5 separate regions of the Mus musculus genome follow, and regions 2, 3, 4 and 5 are each linked to region 1. Evidence: chromatin contacts called from public HiChIP or PLAC-seq, capture Hi-C and promoter capture Hi-C data. All regions are on one chromosome and are shown on one strand. Each heading gives the region's core, a stretch centred on a gene start, on an enhancer-like site or on the middle of the called end of the contact. The rest is flanking DNA. Distances are from core to core; before and after follow the strand shown.

What was found. HiChIP or PLAC-seq counts read pairs in DNA pulled down with a chosen protein or histone mark. Capture Hi-C pulls out chosen DNA fragments and counts their contacts.
Region 2: an H3K27ac HiChIP or PLAC-seq map of embryonic stem cells shows a contact between it and region 1, with 7 times the contacts expected there. The contact joins the promoter of Nop53 here to the promoter of Pglyrp1 in region 1. A contact is called at or near these places in 3 of 39 promoter capture datasets (cranial neural crest, hippocampal neurons and liver) and 2 of 115 datasets of contacts at active chromatin or transcription factors (astrocytes and embryonic stem cells).
Region 3: an H3K27ac HiChIP or PLAC-seq map of acute myeloid leukemia shows a contact between it and region 1, with 9 times the contacts expected there. The contact joins the promoter of Slc1a5 here to the promoter of Pglyrp1 in region 1. A contact is called at or near these places in 1 of 39 promoter capture datasets (liver), 2 of 115 datasets of contacts at active chromatin or transcription factors (acute myeloid leukemia and embryonic stem cells) and 1 of 9 other capture datasets (liver).
Region 4: a promoter capture Hi-C map of liver shows a contact between it and region 1, with 4 times the contacts expected there. The contact joins the promoter of Ehd2 here to the promoter of Pglyrp1 in region 1. A contact is called at or near these places in 2 of 39 promoter capture datasets (hippocampal neurons and liver) and 1 of 9 other capture datasets (liver).
Region 5: a capture Hi-C map of embryonic stem cells shows a contact between it and region 1, with 4 times the contacts expected there. The contact joins the promoter of Zc3h4 here to the promoter of Pglyrp1 in region 1. A contact is called at or near these places in 1 of 39 promoter capture datasets (neutrophils) and 1 of 9 other capture datasets (embryonic stem cells).

What each region holds. Positions count from the first base shown.
Region 1 is chr7:18,883,300-18,885,999 of GRCm38.p6, reverse strand. Pglyrp1 (peptidoglycan recognition protein 1) reads right to left here and starts at 1,310. Exons shown (of 3, transcript NM_009402.2): 1 at 1,027-1,310. The coding sequence starts at 1,274.
Region 2 is chr7:15,944,723-15,947,422 of GRCm38.p6, reverse strand. It overlaps Nop53 (NOP53 ribosome biogenesis factor), which reads left to right and starts at 1,315. Exons shown (of 13, transcript NM_133831.3): 1 at 1,315-1,593; 2 at 2,069-2,133. The coding sequence starts at 1,370. It overlaps Gm24576 (a long non-coding RNA gene), which reads right to left and starts at 1,330. Exons shown (of 2, transcript XR_391165.4): 1 at 1,123-1,330; 2 at 1-962. It also overlaps a transcript of Ehd2 not described here.
Region 3 is chr7:16,779,984-16,782,683 of GRCm38.p6, reverse strand. It overlaps Slc1a5 (solute carrier family 1 (neutral amino acid transporter), member 5), which reads right to left and starts at 1,338. Exons shown (of 9, transcript NM_009201.2): 1 at 209-1,338. The coding sequence starts at 783.
Region 4 is chr7:15,966,193-15,968,935 of GRCm38.p6, reverse strand. Ehd2 (EH-domain containing 2) reads left to right here and starts at 1,401. Exons shown (of 6, transcript NM_153068.3): 1 at 1,401-1,516.
Region 5 is chr7:16,399,685-16,402,486 of GRCm38.p6, reverse strand. It overlaps Zc3h4 (zinc finger CCCH-type containing 4), which reads right to left and starts at 1,291. Exons shown (of 14, transcript NM_198631.2): 1 at 1,181-1,291. The coding sequence starts at 1,194.

The DNA of each region.
Region 1 (2,700 bases), core at 61-2,560:
AATACTCACCATGACCTTTGCGTCCGTGCCCCCTCCCTCCCTTCCCACCCCATCTTTGGCTGAAGGAACCTCCTAGGACTTGCCTCTGTGCCGGACACCCCAATCCCTAGCTTCCTTCTGCCTCTTCTAGAGCCACATCAAAGCCACAGGAAGCCGTCCCTTACCTAGGGATCTGACATCTCTCTCACCTATTTCCCCCCACCTCCATCCACCCTTATTGGAGATAAGATTTTGCTGAGAAGCCCAGGGTAGCCTTGAACTCACAGCAATCCTCTTTTTTTTTTTTTTTTTTTTTTTTTGCAATCCTCTTTCCTTATCCTTCCAACTGCTGGGATTACAGGCATCAATACTGTGCCTATCAAAGCCCTCCCCCCTAAAGCATGTGTGTGTGTGTGTGTGTGTGTGTGTGTGTGTATGTGTGTGTGAGTGAGAGATGCGTGTATGTGATGCATGCGTAGGTGTCACGGACACCATCAGTCCATCAATAGTCAGTTTTCTCCTTCTGCCTGAGTTAGAACTCAGGTTGTTGTACTTGCTAGGAAACACCTTTACACACGGAGCCAGTGGGTTCTTGGTCCACCCCAAACACATCTTTTTCTGTCTTTATGCACACAGGGCTATCGTGATATGCTTCAAGCAATGCTCCCATCTAGAACTCTGGCACACAGGAGACATTAGCCCATAGCTTTGGGGCTCCTGCCATATGCTAGCCAGTTTCCTGGGTATTGGGTATTAGGGGCCATAATACCGTTGACCTTTGCAGAAGAGGAAGCTGGGCCCTGAGCATCTGTTTCCCTGGTCCTGCCTTGCAATATGCCCACTCACTTGGTGCAAGGCTCAGCCTGGTGTTGTCCTGGCAAGGCCTAGGCCTTTAGGAAAGATACATATGAAAGTCACCTTGTATGTGAAGCAGCTCCTGTCCCCTCTTACAGGGGAGAAAGCCTCAGCACCCACAGGAGATTGCAGATCCAGCACCAGGAGGGTTGGAAGGTGTGGTCGACCTCCTTCAGCCCACTCCATACTCACTTGTAGGCTACATCGCACCAGCCCAGCTCATTCTTGTGGTAATGCTGCACATTGCGGGCCTGCTGTTCACAGGAGTCCGGGCTGTTGCAGAAGCTGCCGGCTGTGTGTGAGATCACCACGTAGCGAACTGGGTGCCCCAGGCGGCTAGAGCACTCGGATGGCAGGGCCCTCCACTCACTGCGGGGCACGATGAAACTGCAGGAGGTTGCCAGACCCAGGAGGGCAAGGAGAGCACAGGCAAACAACATGCTGGACGTGCCGCACAGGACTGCAGGGCTGTGTATGAGCTGGCCCTCATCCTGTGTACTTTATCTTCTGGGCATGGTGAAGGGTGTGGGCAGAGGAAGGGCTTGCTTCACACCTGGGCGGGACTTTCCGACCCAGACCCAGCTTCCTCCTTTAACCAGAGGTGGGGCCGTGATGGAGCCTTTGCTAAGTGTCAGTAGGTGGGGAGAGAGGCTCTCTCATCAGGAAGGGCACAAAGGACTGGACATTCAGTTGTTTCCTGGGGTTTCCAAGGCTTAGATCTCAGTGGGGGATGGTGTAACCTAACAGGAACTTGCATAGGTAAGGGGCCCAGGGCTTTGGCACAAACTTACTTCCTGCAGGTGGGGCTAACAAAAGTTCCTTTTAAGAATGTATTCCTGTATGAGTGTCTCACATAGCTTAGGATGACTTTGAACTCTGTTTAGCCAAGGATGACCTTCAGCTCCTGCTCCTCTTGTCTCCACACCCCAAGTACTGAAGTTACAGGTGTGCACAGCCTCTGCACCTGGCTGCAGATCCCACAGGGTCCAAGTCTGAGGATGCTCAACCCTACGGGGCAGGACAGGAGGCTAAGTGTGTGGATGCCCATTGCACAGCAGAGGAAAATGTTTGGAGACTGGAAGTCGCTTCCCAAGAAACGGCAGGCAGTAGTGCTTCCTGTCCAGTGTCTGAATCAGCCAGGGTGCCTGCATCCGAACTCCAGCCATTTTCTACTGTGTGAGCCCACACTAACTTCTTAACCTCTTGGTGCCCGTTTGTGTGACTGCAGTATGGAGTTGGTAACAGGGCTTCTGACCCCCAGAGTTGATCAGAGAGAACTGGGTTTCAGCCCTTGGATGTCTGGCACATTGTGTCATGTGTCACTACTACACCTTCAGGCCAGCTCCTGTTTGCATGGTGACCATCGCAGTTCTGCTCTGGAGAGAAGTGACACTGGGTGCAGAGGGTCACATTCATTCAGGTCTTGTGGAGAGCTGTCCCTGGGCTTCTGTCCCAGTCAGACTCCCATTCCCATGCCTCTCACCACACATGGGGATTCAGGACAGACAGCCTTGCTCTTTGCTTTCACTTTGAATGGATTTGGGTATTCCTCCCTTGGGGCCTCTCACATTCTCCAGGGATCTTCAGTAAATCTGTTTGCTCAAAAGTAAATAAATTTATTTATTTATTTATTTATTTATTTATTTATTTATTTATTTATTTATTTATGGTCATGCTACAGATGGAACTCAGGGCCTGTGCTTGGAAGGTAAGCACTTTACTACTGACCTATGCCCCAGCCCCTCACTGGGGGATTCTAGGCAGGGGCTCTACCACTGAGCCACGCCCCCAGCCCCTCATTGGGGGATTCTAGGCAGGGGCTCTACCACTGAGATATGCCCAAAGTTCTGCTTTGTAATATTAAAA
Region 2 (2,700 bases), core at 66-2,565, 2.9 Mb after region 1:
ACCTGCCACCCCAGCTCTCTCTCTCTGATCTCCACCACCAATGTTCCCTCTCCTTCTCTGTCCCCTCTCTCTGCCCTCATGATTCTGCCCCCCATCTGTCTGCCTGTCTATCTGTCCACTTGTCTGCCTCTGTCCCTTCACCAAGTCCCACAGTACTCTTGCGTTCCCCCCAATAAACCTTTACACTAGGTCTGTTTTATGGTGTAACTTCTCAGGGGTACACCTTGGCCAGGCCCTCCAAAAATACTCCCTTGCCACATTATATTTCATAACGGCGTGTAAGCATATATGCCACCACAGCATACCTTGTGAAGGTCAAGAACAAACAGCTTGCAGGTATTGGCTTTTTCCAACATATGGGTTATGAGGATTAATCTGAGGCTTGGCAGCAACAGCCTTTCTCTACTGAGGTATCTTGGCAGCCCCACACCCAGCATCTTCTTTAATAAAAAGAGTTAAAGAAAATTTGACTGGACTCCGTCCCTTGGCAGTTACTATTTGGGAAGGAGGGGTGTCCTTCAATGGCATACACACTGGTCAGTTGCCTCTGATCTAGTAACTAACTCTTCACTCATTGCTGGTACAAAAAATCCTAGTAAATCCAGTACGTCACAAAACTACAAAGACACAAGGGAGGAGGGCATTTGGGGGAAAGAAGGGTAGTTCAGTAGGAGTGAGAAGGCAAAGGGAAGCAAAAATGGCAAGGCACGTATGAAACTGGTCTACAGAGTGAGTTCCAGGACAGCCAGGGTTATACAGAGAAACCCTCTCCCGAAAAACCAAACCAAGAAAGCAAGCAAGCAAGCAAGCAAACAAAAAACTTGTATAACTAACAAAATGGTTTGAGTAAAATTTTATGATACCGGGTAAGGTAAATTACTCAGAGTGAGAACCAAGAATCCACATAGCCTACTCCCTACCAACCCGAAATTGCAGGTCGAATCTCTGAATTCGAGGTCAGCCTGGTCTACAGAGTGAGTTAACAGACAGCTAGGCTACACAAAGAAACCCTGCCTTTTGTTGTTGTTGTTTTGTTTTTTCAAGACAGGGTTTCTCTGTGTAGCCCTGGCTGTCCTGGAACTCAGTCTGTAGACCAGGCTGGCCTCGAACTCAGAAATCCACCTGCCTCTGCCTCCCGAGTGCTGGGATTAAAGGCGTGCGTCACCACGCCCGGCTCGAACATTTTTAAAATAAGAAGAGACTGAACGTGATGATTTATCCTTTTGCCAAGACGTAAAACTCTCTATGTAAAAACTACGCTTTATCAAGATGGTCGCAAACAGGAAGTGCGTCATATTACGTCACTCGAGACGCGCACGTTCCAAACCGGATATCGGAGTTAGAGCGACTAAGCTCTTCCTTTAAGAAGATGGCTGCGGGTGGTAACAGGGACGGTGAGAAGCGCGGCTCGAGAAGCCAGGCGGACTCTGGCTTCCTGGGGCTGCGGCCGACCTCGGTGGATCCCGCTCTGAGGCGGCGGCGGCGGGGCCCCAGAAACAAGAAGCGCGGCTGGAGGAGGCTCGCCGAGGAGCCGCTGGGGTTAGAGGTCGACCAGTTCCTGGAAGACGTCCGGCTACAGGAGCGCACGACCGGGTACGTGGGGCGGGACTTCCGGTGGCGTGGCCGTGCGCTTTGCGACCTGGTGCTAGACGGACCGGGCATCCCGGCTCGGTGTGGGAGACCTATCAATAGTATCTTTAACAAATAAGCGTGCGAAAATCCCAACAAAGTTTAAGTTTTCCCCTAGTTTTTTTTAAAATTTGAAACAGGGCCTCACTATGTAGGACGACCTGGCACTCGGTATGTAGACAAGCCTGGCTCCGAACTCAAGTTTCCTCTGCCGCCGGAGTGCTGGCATTAAAACCTTTTGCTACAGAGTTTGAATTTCAAGTGAAAGAGAATAAAGTACGTTCACCCCATCGTGGTACATTTTAAATTCTGTGTGAAAGCTCCAGGTGTAGCCCATGGTTTGAGGAAGAGTTGGGATGGGCCCAAAAAGTTAGACCCCTAAGGGTCTGTTATCTTTCCAGCATTACTTTGGCAAATAGTCTGCATTTTTATCCTTCAGTGGCTTGTTGGCAGAGGCCCCAAACGAAAAGCTCTTCTTCGTGGACACAGGATTCAAGAGAAAAGGTGAGGAGTGCTCTTATGAAGTTGTGTGCTGGTGGTTCTCTGAGTCTTGCACCCGTGAGATCTGCATTGATGACATAATTTAAAGCAAAGCACACACACACACTCTCTCTCTCTTTCTCTCTCTCTCATTTTGGAAACAGTCTTGATCACAAGTTTGGAGGGGAGGGGGGATCGAGACAGGGTTTCTCTGTGTATCCCTGGCTGTCCTGGAACTCACTCTGTAGACCAGGCTGGCCTTGAACTCAGAAATCCACCTGTCCCTGCCTCCCCGAGTCAGTGCTGGGTGTGGTTCATCACCACAGTCTTACCATGTATACCATATTGGCCTCAAACTTAGATCTGCTTGCCTCTGCCTCCTGAGTGCTGGAAATAAAGGTATGCTTTACCACTGGAGACTAGAAGGGGCAGTCTTTAGTATAAAGAATTACTTTGAATGGCTTTGAAACAAGCTTGAGATGATTAAGAAAGGTGACCTGTTGTTCATTTTTGTTTGGTTTTATTGAGCTGTATCATTCAGCTTTTTTTTTTTTTGTCCCCCTTCCCCAAAGAATATGATAGCAAGCATGA
Region 3 (2,700 bases), core at 89-2,588, 2.1 Mb after region 1:
TAAAAGTTCACCCTTCCAAGATGTTAGCGGTCCTGTCACCGTTACCTTATTTTCCTAGATTCTAGAAGGCATGACTCAATCTGGAGGACTCAACCTTGGTGACTAGTGGCGGCACACACGGGTAATCCCTGTACTCAGAGGGGGTAAAGCAGAAAGATTGCACGCTTGCACTGGCCCCTAACCACCCCACTGCCTGGCGGGAACGTACCTCACGAGATCTAGAAAGGAATCCAGCACCTCTTTGGTTGGTGCACTGCGGGCACAGGGGTCTACAACAGAGTCGTTGATGGAGGTGATGGCGGTAACGGCGGCGCCCGGCTTCAGCGCCAGGGCCAAACCCACGCCGAGCGCCGACGCGAGCAGTGTGGTGACCAGGAAAAAGAGCAGCGCCCAGGCGCCCACACGACCGAGCGCGCTAGGGTCCAAGCTGGCTGCACCTCCGATCAGGCTGCACACCACGAGCGGCAGGATGATCATCTTCAGCAGACGCAGCAGCAGCTCTCCCGGGAAGGCGAAAGCGGTCAAGCGCGCGGGACCCAGCGCGTCAGCACCGCCCGCCGCCGAGACCCCCAGCCCCAGCCCCACGCCAGCCACCACCGCAGCCACCGTGAGCAGCACCAGCAGGTTGGCGCGAATGCAGCGGCGCACCCGGTCACGGGAACCGCAGCAACCACCTGCTTTCGCACTCTGGTCCTCTCTGGATCCCAGCGCGGGGCCACCGTTCGCGGTGGAATCCACCGCTACTACCCCTTTGGGGTCAGCCTTAGGGGGATCCACTGCCATGCTGAGCCGTAACAGGGAGGTTCCTTGTGAGCCTGGAGACTAGGTGTGACGTCCTTAGGACCGAGAATGGAGGCTGAAACTTTGCAGCGGTCCTTGAAGTTATGCGTCCACCGGATCTCGGAAACTGGAGGGTCCTAGGCTCCCTGAGCTGTATGCGGAGATCCCTTTATTTTTCCTGGTGATGTCGAATCCCCGAAAACTGGGAGTTGAGAGCGCCTTGTTGGAGTAGGGAACAGCTCTTCAGAGGGTTCTTTGACTCCCTGAAGGAGTAAGGAAACTCAGGTAGCTGAGGTCTTCAGGAAGCTCAACCCAAGTGGCATAGATCCGGGATGCCTTGCTCCGGGAGACCGAGATCCCAGGATTAGGACGCCTGGCTCTCGGACTCTTGGGTACTGGAGCCCTAGAAGGAGTGGACCGAGCGTTTCGGGCTCTGGAGAGAAAAATCAAATTTCCAGATGCAAATAGGAAGCAGCCCGGGGGATATGGAAAGTGGCGCCAAGGAGAAACCTCCCAGGCCGCGCCGCGTGTCTCTGAGGCTGCTAGACGGAAGCGACCAGGATTAAAGGCGGAGGGGCGTGACTTGAAAAAGCGGAGGGCGGGACTTGAAAAGGCGGAGGCCGTCCCGCAAGCGCTGATTGGTTATGGAACATTCGGCGCCAGGTGGCGAGCGAGGGGCGGAGCCAAGATCACAGTGGGCAACCTAGGGTGAATAACAATGCATAGCCAGGGGCGGGGCCGGGGCAAGGGCATCGAGCCAGAAAGGGTGCAAAGCCTCCAAAAGGGGCGGGGCGTTGGGAAACTATCCAACCCACACCCACCCACACGCACCTCACCACTGGTCAAAAGAATCTAATTGTGGATCATATCTGATATTCCACAGAAGGACCCCTAGAAAGGGCAGACAGATGAGTGGCACACACCTTTAATCCCTGCTCTCAGGAGGCAGAGGCAGGCAGATAGATCTCTGTGAGTTCAAGATCAGCCTTGGTTGGTCTACAGAGCGAGTTCTAGGGCTGCCAGGGCTACATAAAGAAAAAGAAACCCAGTCTGTAGAAACAAATTGGGGAAAGGGAGGGAGGAGGGGCCAGTAGGCCCCAACATTGAATGTGGGGGATTTGAACTCAGGCCCTCATGCTTGAGCTGCAACCCAGTCTCTTTCCTCAGATAGTCACAGATTGGGTCCTCCCCACAGGAGCATGGCACATGCAACACACACAAATAAACAAATATATAAATAAATGTAGCAAAAAATATTTAAATGGCCAGTTCACCACAAACATTCTTAGTTTAGACACTGTTACCCATCAACTGTAAGAATAACAGACTTAGAGAGGAGGAGGAGGAGGAGGAGGAAGAGGAGGAGGAAAGAGGTCTGCTGAATCCAGAATCTTTGGGACATGTAGGGTGGGGAAAATGAGGCTGAAGTTTGTGGATCAGGATTGGCTAGGAGCGTTCTGCCCCACTGCCTGCCCCTAGTAAGAGAAATACTCAAACTGGTTCCAGCCAGCTCTTTGGCCCAACCTCCTACCCGGATTCCTTGTGATTTCATCAGTGGGAGAAAGGTCTGGGGCTTCCCAAAGGGTGAAGCAGGGTAGTGAGAGGCTGGGCTGAAGGAGGAGGACAGCCAAGAGTCCCTTCCTGAACTCTGTTGACCACTTGAGAAACGCCCTGAAGAATGGCTCTTTTGGAAAGTCTGGAGCTTGCCTGGAGGTGGAGCAAAGGAGGCTACAGGGCTCAGTCTGTTCTACCAGGCGCTCACCCGCAGCTCTCAGGACTGCAATCCCAACTATGGAAGGATTCCAAGGTCATGACCAGCCTGGGCCACAGACATCAGAGTAAAGATGGGAATGAGGGGCTGCTGGGAAAGGCTAGCCTGAGAGAGGGCAGGGAGGGCTTGTTGGAGAAGGAAGCAGGGTT
Region 4 (2,743 bases), core at 152-2,651, 2.9 Mb after region 1:
CATGACCACGACAACTCTTATAAAGGAAAGCGTTTAATTGGGGCTGGCTTACAGTTTCAGAGGTTCAATCTGTTATCATCATGACAGGAAACGTGGAGGTATGTAGGCAGACATGGTGCTGAAGAGGTAAGTTGTACATCTAGGTTGGCAGGCAGCAGGGAGAGAGAGACTGGGCCTGGCTTGATTATTTGACACTTCGATGTCCCCCCTCTACCCCCTACACACGTCCTCCAAAAAGACTATACCTACTCCAACAAAAACACAGCTCCTAATAATGCCAGTCCCTATGAGCCTACGGAGGCCATTTTTATTCAAACTACCACCCCGTGTGCTGTGTCTATGAACTGATGCTGAGAGTGTATGCCTGCACCACCGTGCTGGGCATATTCTGTGCTGGCGATAGAACTCAGGGCTTCATGTATCCTAGATGGGCACTGTACCAACTAAGCCACATCCCTAGCCCCATGGCCTTGAGGTTTCTCCCCCTTGTGTTTTTGTTGGTGGCGGTGGTGTTGGTGGTGGTTGGTTGGTTGTTTTTATAGTAGATACACAGCGTCTCTACTACGTAGCTTTGGCTGGTCTGGAATTTGCTATGAAGATCAGGCTGGCTTTAAACTCATAGAGATTCACCTGCCTCTGCCTCCCAAATGCTGGGATGAAAGGCTTGTGCCACCACATTGGGCCTGTGCACTTACATTTTAATAATTTACTTTTATTTATATGTGTTGGTGTTTTGCCTGCTTTGCACATGTGTGTGTGAGGGTGTCAGATCTTGAAGTTACAGACAGTTGTGAGCTGTTGTAATATGTGTTGTAATGTGAGTTGTAATGTGGGTGCTGGGAATTGAATCCAAGTCCTCTGGAAGAGCAGTCAGTATTCTTTTTTTGGGGGGGGGGTGGAGGTTTTTTTGTTTTAGCTTTTGTTTTTCGAGACAGGGTTTCTCTGTATAGCTCTGCTCTGTATAGCTCTGCTGTCCTGGAACTCACTTTGTAGACCAGGCTGACCTCAGAACTCAGAAATCCGCCTGCCTCTGCCTCCCAAGTGCTAGGATTAAAGGTGTGTGCCACCACGCCCGGCTCAGTCAGTATTCTTAAATGCTGACCATCTAACTCTTCCGTCTTGTACTTAAGATTTTAAAATTACTGTTGTTACAGTTATTTTTGAGACAGGATCCCCGCCCCCCCCCCCACGCGGTCCAGCTGGCTTCAAACTTGCATGCACCACTATGATCAGACAAATTATTGGTAGGCCTGCTGCAGCCTCTGTCAACTTATTTGCTAAGAGAGGGAGCCAAAAGCTGGAGGATGGGGCTCACACTGAACTAAGGAGTGCACGCTCGAACCTGTGCGCGTTTTCACAGTGCCCGCCAGGGGGCGCCCGAGGCTGGCGCGGGCTAGGACAGGGGGCCTGGGGCCCGCCCTGCTCGCCGCTCCTAGCGCACGCGGCCCCACCCGTCTCACTCCACTGCGGACAGGACAGAGCTCGGGCTGCTTGCTCTGCGCTCCCCAGATCCCTGGTGAGTGCTCCCCAAATCCCACCTCTCACCCTCGCTCCCCTCTGTAACAGTCTGTGCACTCTCCGTCCCAGTCGCTCCCAATTCCCACACTCCAGGACTACCCCCACCCCTCCTCAAATCTTCCCTCAACCTCCTCAGATCTCCCCAGCCTCTCTTTAGTACTCCGTATAGCCCCCTCCCCCTCCCCCTCCCCCAGTTCTCCCAGTCCCTACCCAGCCTTCATCTTTGAAGACTCCCCCTTTGAAGTGGCCTTCTACCCTCCACACCCATCTCTGCTCCCCTTGGTCCGTCTTGCCACCCAAGAGCCTTCTCTTGCCTCTCGAAGTGCATAGACTCTTCAGCCACCCCTTTTTGAGATGCCCCTCAGCTGCCTCCCTGCCTGGGACATTTCCAGGGTTCCCTCTCTTCATCTATGTCACAGGTTCTTCCGTCCGTTATTTCTCCCACCCCTCCAATCCATTTTCTTTCCACTCTTCCCTTTTCCTTTAAGTCACAATGATTTTATATTTTGATTTGCAACGTTTGGGGTTTTGTTTGTTTGTTTTGATATTTAAATTGTCCCATCTTTGAGTCAGATATGGTGGCACACTCCTTGAACCCCAAGATGTAGAAAGCAGAGGCAGGCAGATCTCAGTCTAAGGCTAACCTGGGCTACATAGGTCCAGGTCAGTCAGAGCTACATAGTGAGAATGTAGGGGGCGGGGATGTCGGAGAGGAAGCTGGTGGTGGAGAGTTCACTGAGAGTCAGAACTGGCTGCTCTTCCAGAGGTAGAGGTAGAGGATGGTCCCGAACTTCTAATCTTGTGTCTGCCTGCCTAGTGCTGAGATTACAGATATGCACTCTGCCCTACATGGTAGCTCAAAACCATCTGTTACTTCAGTCCAGGGGAATCCAAAATTCTTTTCTGGCCCCCAAGGGGCCATGAACATGGAACACAGGCATACATAAAGACACATAAAATATTTTTAATAAAAGAAAAAAAAAAGGAAAAATTGTCTCATCTTTGGCTAAGGAGAGCCATTTCAGGCTGAGTGCTGGGTGGCCTTTGAGCTGACTCAGACTGGCTTGTTCCTTCCTAACCTCCAAGCCCCAGGCCCAGCCCCAGCCCCAGCCCCAGCCCCAGCCACAGCCACAGCCACAGCCACAGCCACAGCCCCAGCCACAGCCACAGCCACAGCCACAGCCACAGCCACAGCCACAGCCACAGCCACAGCCACAGCCACAGC
Region 5 (2,802 bases), core at 42-2,541, 2.5 Mb after region 1:
GGTGGCATTTCTTTTAAAAGGCAAAGGAGGGTCTGTGAAGGAGAAAGGGAGAACAGGAGGTGGGAGTGGGGAGAAAGGGCTGAGACCCATGGTCTGAAGGGGTCCTCTGCGGTTCCCTGACGGCTGCGAGCGAGGCTTCTGTCTAGCGCATTCTCCACCCTACCCCCACCCCCGCCTGCAAGACTAGCTTTTCTGCTCCCTGAAACCCACCTATTTTCAAACCTACTCACTCCAGCTCCCAGGAATCAGCAAACTATGTACCCCTTATCTTTCGGCTCCAGCAGGGCAAAAATGGCCCCAAACCTCTCATCCTCAAAACACGCAGGGCTGGTCCCATTATCACCCGCCAGAGAAGGGCGTGGGGAACCCATTTCGCACTAGAGGACAAGAGGCGCCACAGTTCACGTCCTGCCAAAGCACACGGGGGAGATCTTTGCTCCCAAGGGGGCGATTGCACCCTGTTTTGCCCCAAAGAGGGGGCGATGCCCGGAGAAAGCGGTGGCCAACTTCCTCTACTATCCAATGCAGGAAAAGCAACCTTCATACAACCCCCCCGCAAAAAAACAAAAACCTTAAAACTAAGGACCCTCCACCACTGACTGTCACCTACCTACAAAAAGAGAGGGACCCCCCAAAAAAAAAAAAAAAACCAATAGGGTTTCCAAAGAAGGTCAGGGGATTTAATCAAAAGAGCTGGAAATGCACCCGTTACCTGCCTGCCTTCTAGGGAGAAGCTAGAAAATACCTCCCGCCAAAAAATTAAAAGTGCACCAGAGCCCCCATCCTAAGGAGTCCTCCTTAGAACGAAAGAGCGAAGGCTGATCCAAACCCCCATTTTTCTGCCTCCGTTAGACTCGGGTACCTATCCAAAATGGACAGGGTATGCGTCCCCCAGGAGAAAGGATACTGTAGGGGATTGGGAAGACCCCCAACTCCGAACCCCTTAAGAGAGGAGCTGCAAGCTGGAGATGCCCCTAAAACAAGAGAATCCGGGGGCCCCTCCCCCAAAAGCCTTCCCCGAAGCCAGGCGACAGGCCGCTGACGGCCAGCTCCCGGAGCAGGGGCGGCCGAGGAGGCTGATGGGCCTCGGCAAGCCCACCCCCTTGGCGGCCCGTGCCCCGGGCGGGCGGACGGACCGACAGACCGGCGGGCGCGGGGGGTCCGGGGGGCGCCTCCTCACCTTCCCCTCAGCATGGCGCCCAAAAAAAGACAGAGCGAGAGCGAGGGAGAGCGGGCGAACGCCGCGAGGGGGGGCAACGCATGAGGCCGGGAGAGAAAGCGAAGCGAGAAAGAGCGAGCGAGCTAGAGACACCCACCGACCCCGCCCTTCCTCCTCCTCCTCCTCCTCCTCCGCGGCCCGGCCCAACATGGCGGCCGTCCCCTTCCTCCTCCTCCTCCCCCCCTCCCACGGGGGACGCTGCCCGGCCCAGGCCGGGGGGCCTGACCTGTCGTCAGGGAGCGGGAGGCGGTGGTGGAGGAGGTGCGGGGTGGCCGCGCGGCCGTCGGGGGAACACGGAGGAGGCGAAGGCGTTGATGGCGGCGGTGGCGATGGCGGCGGTGGCGACTCTGATGGCGGCGGCGGGGGGGTCCCGGGCACGGCCTCCATCGTTCCTTTGAGGGGGAGGGGATGTTAATGCACCAAAAAGGACTGCTTGGGCGTGGCGGGAGGGGCACACTTCAGCGCTCCGGGGCCTCCTGATGGGAACTGGGCATATAGATACATAGATCGATATCGAGTATTTTTTTTTTCGGTTTCGGAGTCACCTCTGAGCCGACTTCCACGTAGGCCGCGAGGCCTAGGCCCCGGCAAGGCCGCCCGCCGCCTGCTTTCTCCGCAGCCTGGCCCTGAGGTCACTCGCTCACGGGCACGGGACCCTCATCGGGACGAGAGGTCCCCTTCCGCCACACACGCACGCACACACACACGCGGCCCCCCAAGGCCTGAGACCCGGGGGACACGGACACTGGTGGGTGGTTGGGTGTAATTAGCGCGGGCCCGCGCGCGACGGAGCAAGCGAAGGGAAAGGGGGGGAGAGGAGAGCGAGCAGGGGGGATGGTTAAAAAAAAATCGGGGAGAAGAGGGATCGGGCTATGGAGATGGGCCGACTGTCTGCCCGCCCTAGATGCCCCAGCTGCCGGGCCCCCGCCGCGGTCAGGAATTCACACAAAATGGCGGCACAGCCGGGACAAGCACGGAGGCTGAAGCCGGAGGAAGGGCGTGGAGGGAGGGGGTAGCGGAGAGGCCGGAGGAGCGTCACGTGGAGAAGGGCAGAGCCAGCCCGCCCGAAAGTCGGCGAAAAGAGCCGAAGCGGAAGGGCGAGGCGGAGGAGAGGGCACGGAAAGAGCCGAACACAGCTGAGATTAACGAGACTCTGAAAAAAGCCGGAAAGAGCCGAGGGAAGATCTAGGTCACTGCAGCAACGCGGAGCGGATCAGAGACCCACCTAAAGGACCAAGGGTGGTCGTGGGGGCGGGGCTAGGGAAGGCCGGGAGAGCCGGAAATAGCCGAAGCGCTTCGGGATGGGAGAAGCCCCCCCCTGGGGGGGGGCGAGGCGAGAGTCCGGAAAGAGCCGAAGTCAGGGAAGGGATCCCGGGAGGAGGCGGAAGTAGCCGAAATACATTGAGCGGAGCGAATAGGAATTAGCGAATAAGCTGAACGGGTGGGGCTAGAAAGGCGATTAATTAACTCAAGGGTAAATGACTTTCAGGAACTCGCCCCCAAAGCAAGCGAGAAGAGCCGAAAATTGCTAGTTTGAAGGAAGGCGGGAAGAGCCCAAAGTTTTAGGTGGGAGAATAATGGGA